Regions from separate parts of the Mus musculus genome. Here region 2 is linked to region 1. The links are chromatin contacts, called in public Hi-C maps. All regions are on one chromosome and are shown on one strand. Each heading gives the region's core, a stretch centred on a gene start, on an enhancer-like site or on the middle of the called end of the contact. The rest is flanking DNA. Distances are from core to core; before and after follow the strand shown. Region 1 has its middle 6.9 kb from the start of Gm32328. Region 2 has its middle 41 kb from the start of Gm38808.

Evidence for each region. A called contact is a pair of places that touch in the nucleus more often than the background predicts.
Region 2: a contact with region 1 is called in a Hi-C map of the 3T3-L1 cell line, with 7 times the contacts expected there. The contact joins two enhancer-like sites. A contact is called at or near these places in 1 of 39 promoter capture datasets (the 3T3-L1 cell line), 1 of 15 datasets of contacts at CTCF or cohesin (the NIH/3T3 cell line), 3 of 484 Hi-C or Micro-C datasets (the 3T3-L1 cell line, adipose-derived mesenchymal stem cells and embryonic fibroblasts) and 16 of 115 datasets of contacts at active chromatin or transcription factors (the 230-238 cell line, the NIH/3T3 cell line, astrocytes and 10 more).

The regions. Positions count from the first base shown.
Region 1 is chr6:51,171,518-51,175,224 of GRCm38.p6, reverse strand. No RefSeq gene overlaps it. Among named protein-coding and RNA genes, the nearest start is that of Gm32328, 6.9 kb to the right of the region's middle. Within about 2 kb of position 1,789, at least 182 of the 459 cell types and tissues checked have an H3K27ac peak or open chromatin away from gene starts, as enhancers often do.
Region 2 is chr6:50,718,391-50,722,097 of GRCm38.p6, reverse strand. No RefSeq gene overlaps it. Among named protein-coding and RNA genes, the nearest start is that of Gm38808, 41 kb to the right of the region's middle. Within about 2 kb of position 1,582, at least 37 of the 459 cell types and tissues checked have an H3K27ac peak or open chromatin away from gene starts, as enhancers often do.

The DNA.
Region 1 (3,707 bases), core at 540-3,039:
ATGCCTGCTCTGAACACAAGTGTTTAGTCCTAAAACACCTTTAGCTTTTTCCAGATAGTACATCCAGGCCTGGATTCCTCCTCAAGCAAGGAAGGCCAGCGGGGGAATTCAGGGACAACACCCCTAGCATCTATCAATTTCAAGGTATTTGGTTCATTTGCAGACAGCGGCGCGGGTGGATGAGAGGCGCTCTGCTCAGAAAGGCCTGTGGAGAGGTTTTGGCTTGACATTCACTTAGCTTGACACAGCTAAGACTGGGACTTAAAGTGAGCCCCCTGGGGACCTAAGGCAGACCCTTTTCTGGCCCCATCGCTTCTGTGTTCCTCCTCGCGCACCTGGCCAGTCCTGCACAGTGGCCCAGGTCCAGAATTCGCCATCAGGAGACGCAAGCCCGCCTGGGTTTAAACCCGGCTCTGCTACCGGAAGTCATTTGATAAATCTCAGGCTGGCATTTCTAATCTTTGCGGCTCCTCAGTTTTGCAAATCTTTAAACAAGCTGTAACCTCCTTCAAACAGCGCGCCAGACAGACAACCCCCAGGGTCAGACAGAATGCATCTGCACTCCACTTCCTCCAAGGTCAGGCCCGCACCTCTTCCAGCACCTTTCTGTCTGCTGATTCCCGTGCACTCATCCCGCAGCCCAAAACCCAGGAATGTCTCCCACCCTGGAGGCCCAGGTCTGAGCACAGGAGACTCATCGAGCCCCTGGGGGCAGACCAGGGGGAGAGTACCCTCCGGGCAAGATCAGCGAGGTGGGGGTTGGTCGAGTGATTTATGGTGCTTATCAACGTTTTAGGAAGCAGAAATTAACCTGAGGAGGATTAGGCCCCGAGCTTTGAAGTGCGTTGTTTTGTTTTCCTCCCGTCCACTCCCAGGATCAAACAGTTCCTGTTCCTTCCATCGCTCTCCTCCTACTCCGGTTGTCTCTTCTCCCCTCGCCTATGCCCTAACAAGCCCTTTTGCATTGTTTTTCTTAATTTCAAATAGAAATCTTTTGACACTAGCTACCGAGTTCCTGTCAGTGGTCTAGAAACAGAAAGACCCCTCCCCCATCCCTGTCCTCCGGGAATAGTGTTTAACGTTTGAACATCCACTTTCTGTTTGGGAGATCAGAGGTAGCAAATCTGTAACTCTTCTTTTCTTTGGCACTTTCTTCCCATCCAAAGCCCTTAGCCTAGTCCCCCAGGGAGGCTGGCCTTCCCGGGAAGAGGGCTAGGTTGAGGTGCTTGGCCTTCATCTCTGGGCGAGTGCTAACTTCGCTTAGCTCATCACACCTCCGGGTAGTGCGGATTCCTGGATGGTCCTCTTAGCTCTCCAGTCTTCCAGGGCCCGGGACTGTGGGGTGCTCTTTCCACGCTGCTCTTTATTCCCCCCTCCCCGACATTCAAGCTTCCGAGCGGAATCGTCTCCCGCAGTTCTTTCCCGGAGGCGCTAGTTGAAAATGCAATTTCCTTGGGGGGGTGGGGGTGGGGGGAGAGTGGAGAGGCAGGGGGTGTGGTCCGGCTGAGAGTAAAACAGAAACTCGGTTTGTTTGGGGTTCTGAAACCATCCATGTTTTATTGCATCCGCCTCAGAGTCAACTAAGACTTAATGAGCATCCAGGCGGGAAAAGCACAAGGAGATTTGCTCGGTGCTCGGGAGGGGACCTGAGTGAGGGGAGTCTGTTTACTTTCTCTTGCAACTAGAGGTTGCAACATCTTCCCCAAATGGCTCCTTCTAGTGCCGGGGGTATAGACAGGCAAGTCAAAAGGCATCAGGTTTCAGCTCTCTGAGTAATCCAAGATCATTCAGCCAAGAAGACCTTCGAAGTTGGCCCTGTCTACAGCTTGTAATGAAAAGGGTAATCTGTCGTGTAATGAAAAACAGTACCCACAAAACAAACCAGTCTCCGACGGCCTTCCACCTCGCACCACTCTACCCTAAAACCCGCCAGTGACAAATATTACTATCCAGTTCCACCCCCAAAAGAGGAAGCAGTAGATCTTCCTCTTAATAACTTCCCAAAGTGTTACAAATAATAAAAGGGGCGCATAAATCATCGCCCAAGCGACTCAATGCGGACCACGAAGGATTTACTTCTCTTGAGCCTTAGCTTCCAATCGCTCTCTCATTGGTTTATTTCTCGAAGTCCGCCCCCAGATCCATGCTCTTATTGGTCAATATGGCAGGGTGACGAGTAGAAAGGGCGTGGGGTTGGTGGGAGGCTGGATTTTTCCAGTGCGCAAGCGTTCTAGGGTGTGCGGGTGTGATTGACAGCCAGGGGGAAACAAGTGCGCGTGCGTGGATGAGTGAGCCAGTCAGAGACACACAGAGACAGAGACACACAGAGACAGAGACACATAGAAAAAAGAAAGAGGGAGAGGGATGGAGAGAGAAAGAGAGAGAGAGAGAGAGAGAGAGAGAAAGGAAGGGGGGGAGAGAAAGAAAGAAATGAGGTGTAAGGAGAAGGAAGAGAGCTAAGGTGAAAGAGACCTATGGCGAGGTGGTGGGTGCTGACACTGGTGGGGTGCAGTCCTAGCTGCAGGCATTTCCCGCTGAGTCAGATTGTTGTGCCCGGTCCTCCACAGATCCTCTAGGAGGGCCTGGAAGGGATTCACTGAGGACGGTCTTCACCAGGCTAACTGTTGGTAGGGAGTAAAGAGAAATAGGAGGCTTGCTTTCCTCTAGGAATCCACTTAAAATCGCCAGAAGTTTATTTTTATAGCCGTGTTATTCGTGCATTTCCGGAAAAGCACACAATTCAAGCCCTCAATGTCCCAGGTATCGTAGTCCTAGGCACTCCACTAATAGCCAGCATCACTCCAGCCCTGTGTGGCTTCTCACAAACACATCTGCCACAGCTCTCTAAGCGGCTTGTAATCGAAGAGGCCCGAGAAAAAGACACACTGTAAGAGTGCTTGGGTGGAAGGAAAAAAAATAAATAAAGAGGAAAAAAATACGTAAAGGAAGAAAATTAGAAAAGTGCAGCCACTAAAGAATAGTGACAGAAAAAAAACCAAACAAACAAATAAACAAACAAAACTACCCGCCCCATCCCCAAACATACGTACAAACAAAAAGACAAAACCGCGGAAGGACAAGTCCGCTCACTACTGAGTGGAAAATTTGGAAATCATTCCAGGACCGGCTTTATACAGAAGGATCAAACCCGGTTTGTGTAGATGCCTGTTAACGCCTGCTACAAAATTCTTGAGAGGCGAGGGCCGGTGTCTGCAGCTGCAGCCGCTGGGCCGCTGCCCGCTTGCATCCAAATTCCAGCGTCTGGAAGCGAGAGGCCCGGATTGTTTCCTCACTCCGGCCGGCCGCGGATTCCTTCCTGCACGTATTTTAGGGCAATAATAAACGCCTTGTGAAGCTGGGCATGTTTTAAATTACAATATTCCTGGAAGATCTAGTCGAGAATCTAAGTGTTTGGCTTTACGAATTTCTAAATTTAAAACTGTCCATGACTTCTTCACAGGCCCTACAGATTTTTTTTCCGTTAAAAAAAAAGTGTTTATGTGAGGAGAAATGTGCAAACAAAAGCATTCCAGTCTGTGAATGCACGGTAAATAAATACGGAGGAGAGGATGATCTAAGCGTGTCATTATTGATAAAGTAAAAAATGTTGTTTTAGATTCTCTTTTCTGTGTTTTTTCTTACGAAGCCAAGCTTTTAGCTTGCCTATGTACTGAAAGCAGTATTTTGTAAATACATTTATTTATAAA
Region 2 (3,707 bases), core at 333-2,832, 450 kb after region 1:
TTCAGAAGCAGCAGAAGAAAAGCAAAATGTTATTTTTACCCAACTGAGAAATTACACATAGTAAAAGATGAAAGATATACATGCACAAAGACAGAGAACAGCAAAAGAGCGTGGTTTACTGAGGAGCTCAGCTGGGAGAAGCTGATGCTGGGGAGAAGAGCAGTGGGAGGGGAGACCAGGCTGTGACTTAGGGGGAGCAGTCAGGGGCAGAGGCAGAAGGGATTCAATGAGCATTTGATGGGGAGGAGACACTACTCTCGGAAGCTCCTTGACTACGGAAGCACAGAGCCTTGTCTTCTAGGATAGCCCCAGACTCTCCCATTGGCATCTCAAAGTCACTGATGACATATGACAGATTCCACACCATTCTGTATGGGATCACTGTGAGATGTGCTCCTCTGTGTCTGCATTTTCACTGTTTCAGTGTCTGATCAACTATTGCCGGGGAGGGGCCGTCCTTAGGCATTAGTAACTGCACAAACAGGCATGGTGCATCCATGATAAGGACAGTGGTTGCTAAGGGAATTCTGATTGCCAAGAGGTTCCTTTGTTTGTTTGCTTTTCAAAACGATCTTGTAACACACATCTTGTTTTCATTTTGCGAGTGGACAAATTCAGGCAGGGAATGTATCTAAGGTTGAAGGGCTGTTAAGTAGCAAGTTCCAGGGTATGAAGCCGGGATGTCTGCTTCTGGAGTTTGTTTTCAAAACCATGGCTGTTTGCCTGCCCACCTCGCCCCCACCAACAGGATCTGCATGTATGAGTGGATGTCATACAAAGTATTTCAATGGAAATCTTATTAATTGAAACCCTATATGAACTTGTTGAAGCATTTACTTCTTCAACATCGAAAGACCTCCTTTGCCAAGTCAGCAATGGGTTCTGTGTTCGATGAACGCAGAGCTCCCAGGCGCTGATGTTGCTCACTGGGATCTGTGAAGCAGAAATGCTGCGTCATTGCTGTGCTAAGTACATACCCTGTCCAGACCACTGGGTTCTTTCCTCTATTCAGATGACCCTTCCCCCTGAGTCTCTAGATGATGTGGTATTATCCAACGTCTCAGAAGCACTCAGAGCACGAGAAACAAGAACCCAATGCTTTGACATTTGAGTGGGAGAGTACCCAGAATGCCACATTACTGACAGTGATGATAAGCAAAATCATCAACTTCCCACTTCAGAAAACAGCCTGAATGGGATGCCAGTCTCTGTCCATGACCCAAAACCACTAGGAGCCAGGAAATTCTAAGAGAAGGACCCAGATAATATTTTGCTTCGCATCCCTAAAATGAGGCTTTGGGGGTGATTAAACCATAGCCTACTGCTATTTCCTAGCCAAACATAGGCACTTGGGAGTTGAAATCCGTCATGATCTATCCTTGGCTAGGGAAGAAGATGAACATAAAAAAGGAAGCTGTTGACAGCTCTGGTCCTAGACAAAGCCAGAGTAAATAAAAGTCAGAACAAAAGTCAGAGGAATGTAAGTAATGTGGTATTCCCACATCTTCAAGCTGCCACAGACCAGAAGAGCCTCCCTGAAGAAGGACGGCCATGCTTAACTAGCATTCAGCTAGGATGAGAACCCCGTCATGTGATACCAACTCCACCCGCTTCTGCAGAGCAGCTGTGCAGGCAGACTTCCACCTTTCCCAGGGTTCCTGTGTGTTTTGACTGATACATATTAAATGCTTCAGGCTTTCAAGGGCTGGCCAAGCAAATCTTGGACAGCAGGATCAGACTTTCATAAACTCTCATGCCCAGTGTCTTGATTTTGGCTCAGTATTTAGAAATGGAAAGAAAGCAGATAAACAAAGCCAACCCTTCGTTTTGAATTCACTTAGATGCATGCTTAATCGCTATGAAAAGCAATTGCTGCCCAGTCACCTATCAATACAGGTTTCTACAGAAGCCTGAAGAAGGTATACCTACCAAGCAGTGAAAGTTTATATAGATATGCTAGTAGTTGGATATTTAAACAAATCAAATTTTAACTTAAATTTACATGTGTGTGACATGTGTGTGTGCACGTGCGCACACGCGTGTGGTGTGTGAGATATATATGAAATTGTAGTTACCCCACTTGAAGAGACAATGCTCCTCCCCAAAAGACATAGACTGTCTAGCAAAGCCCCCACTGTCAGGAAATCCGGGAGACCTCCCAAAACATTATAAGCTATTCCCTTTGGTTACCTCCCAGAAACTTCAGGTAAGACTCTATTGCTCCAGATTCCCTATGCCCCAGACACAGGCCTTGGAGGAATTGAGCTGGGACTATCCTGGAATCTTCCTCACAAGGGCTAGCTCTCCTAGTACCATAAGGAGCTGTGAAAACTGCCAAGGAAGAAAAGCCATCGATAGTGACAGCTACAAACCACAATAACCAGCAGAGCAAGATATCCCCAGAGATGCAATGGTAGCATTAGATCCTGGGGATAGCCATCAGCTGTCTAGTTGGACTTAAGGCTCTCTCAATAGAGGGAAATCCATGCCTAGCCCTAACCAACTACTTCTGGCTGCTGAGGCCATAGACCCTAGAGAAGAGCATACTACTGCTGCTTCCCTAAACCAGTGTGATCTCTAACTGCATCCTTTTTCCTTTTTTTTAAGATTTATTTATTTTATGTATGTGAGTACACTGTTGCTCTCTTCAGATGAACCAGAAGAGAGCATCAGATCTCATTACAGATGGTTTTAAGCCACCATGTGGTTGCTGGGAATTGAACTCAGGACCTCTGGAAAAGCAGTCAGTGCTCTTAACCACTGAGCCATCTCTCCAGCCACTCTAAGTACCTGTGCCCAAACCTACAGATAAAGTTATCGTCCATCCTTTACCAAAGAAGCTTTTTTTTTTTAATTTCAGAAAAGACCTTCACAGAAAGCCAAATGCAGAGAACAACTAACTGTGGGGAGCCCACCTCAATAATACATCTACAATACAACCCCTACACCTAGTGCTCAGGGGACATTAAATAATATCAAACATTTGAAGAGAATCATAAAGACCTATATTTCATCTTCAGACTCAGTGCTTCAGACTGAGCCTGCCTCCTATATAATATTTCAGCATTCATAAAAATAGTGTTCCTATTTTAGGTGCTTTGCTTTGGTATTTATTGTGATTTAATAAGTTAAGGGAGAAAGCTGAAGAAAGAGGGAGAAAAATGCTGTTCTTCAAGAGTGTAATGAAAACTCCTAAGTTGTTCTAAAAGTTCTGCCCTGCGGGAATGCACTGGGCTCTCCCTTGTGAGACAAACAAAGAAAAATGCTTTGCATTTGAATGCTGGAATGCTCAAGCCCTATGCAGTCGATAACCAGATGTGCAACTTTAAAACGTTTGCTTAACCTTGGGAATCTTCCATGTCCTTTGGGGGAAATATGTATACTATTTCCTCCGATGCCTGTGTGAAATATCCCCATGTGCAAAAAAAAAAGCTTAAATCATTGCCATCTAGAAAATACTCAATAAACTGTGACTATACTAATGATCTTTAATAAAGAGAACAATATGTCAAGAATTATCCACTTAGAAGCTCTGTAAGCTTGAACGAGTACCTTCATCTCTCTGGTTCTCAGTTTGTACATTCAAAAACTAGATACAATGTTTCATAGGCTTATTAATGAGATACAAGGGACACACAAAAAAACTATATAGCAAACTAGGTATACTCTCTGAGCTCAGTACAGTTCTGACAATTTATATATGATGT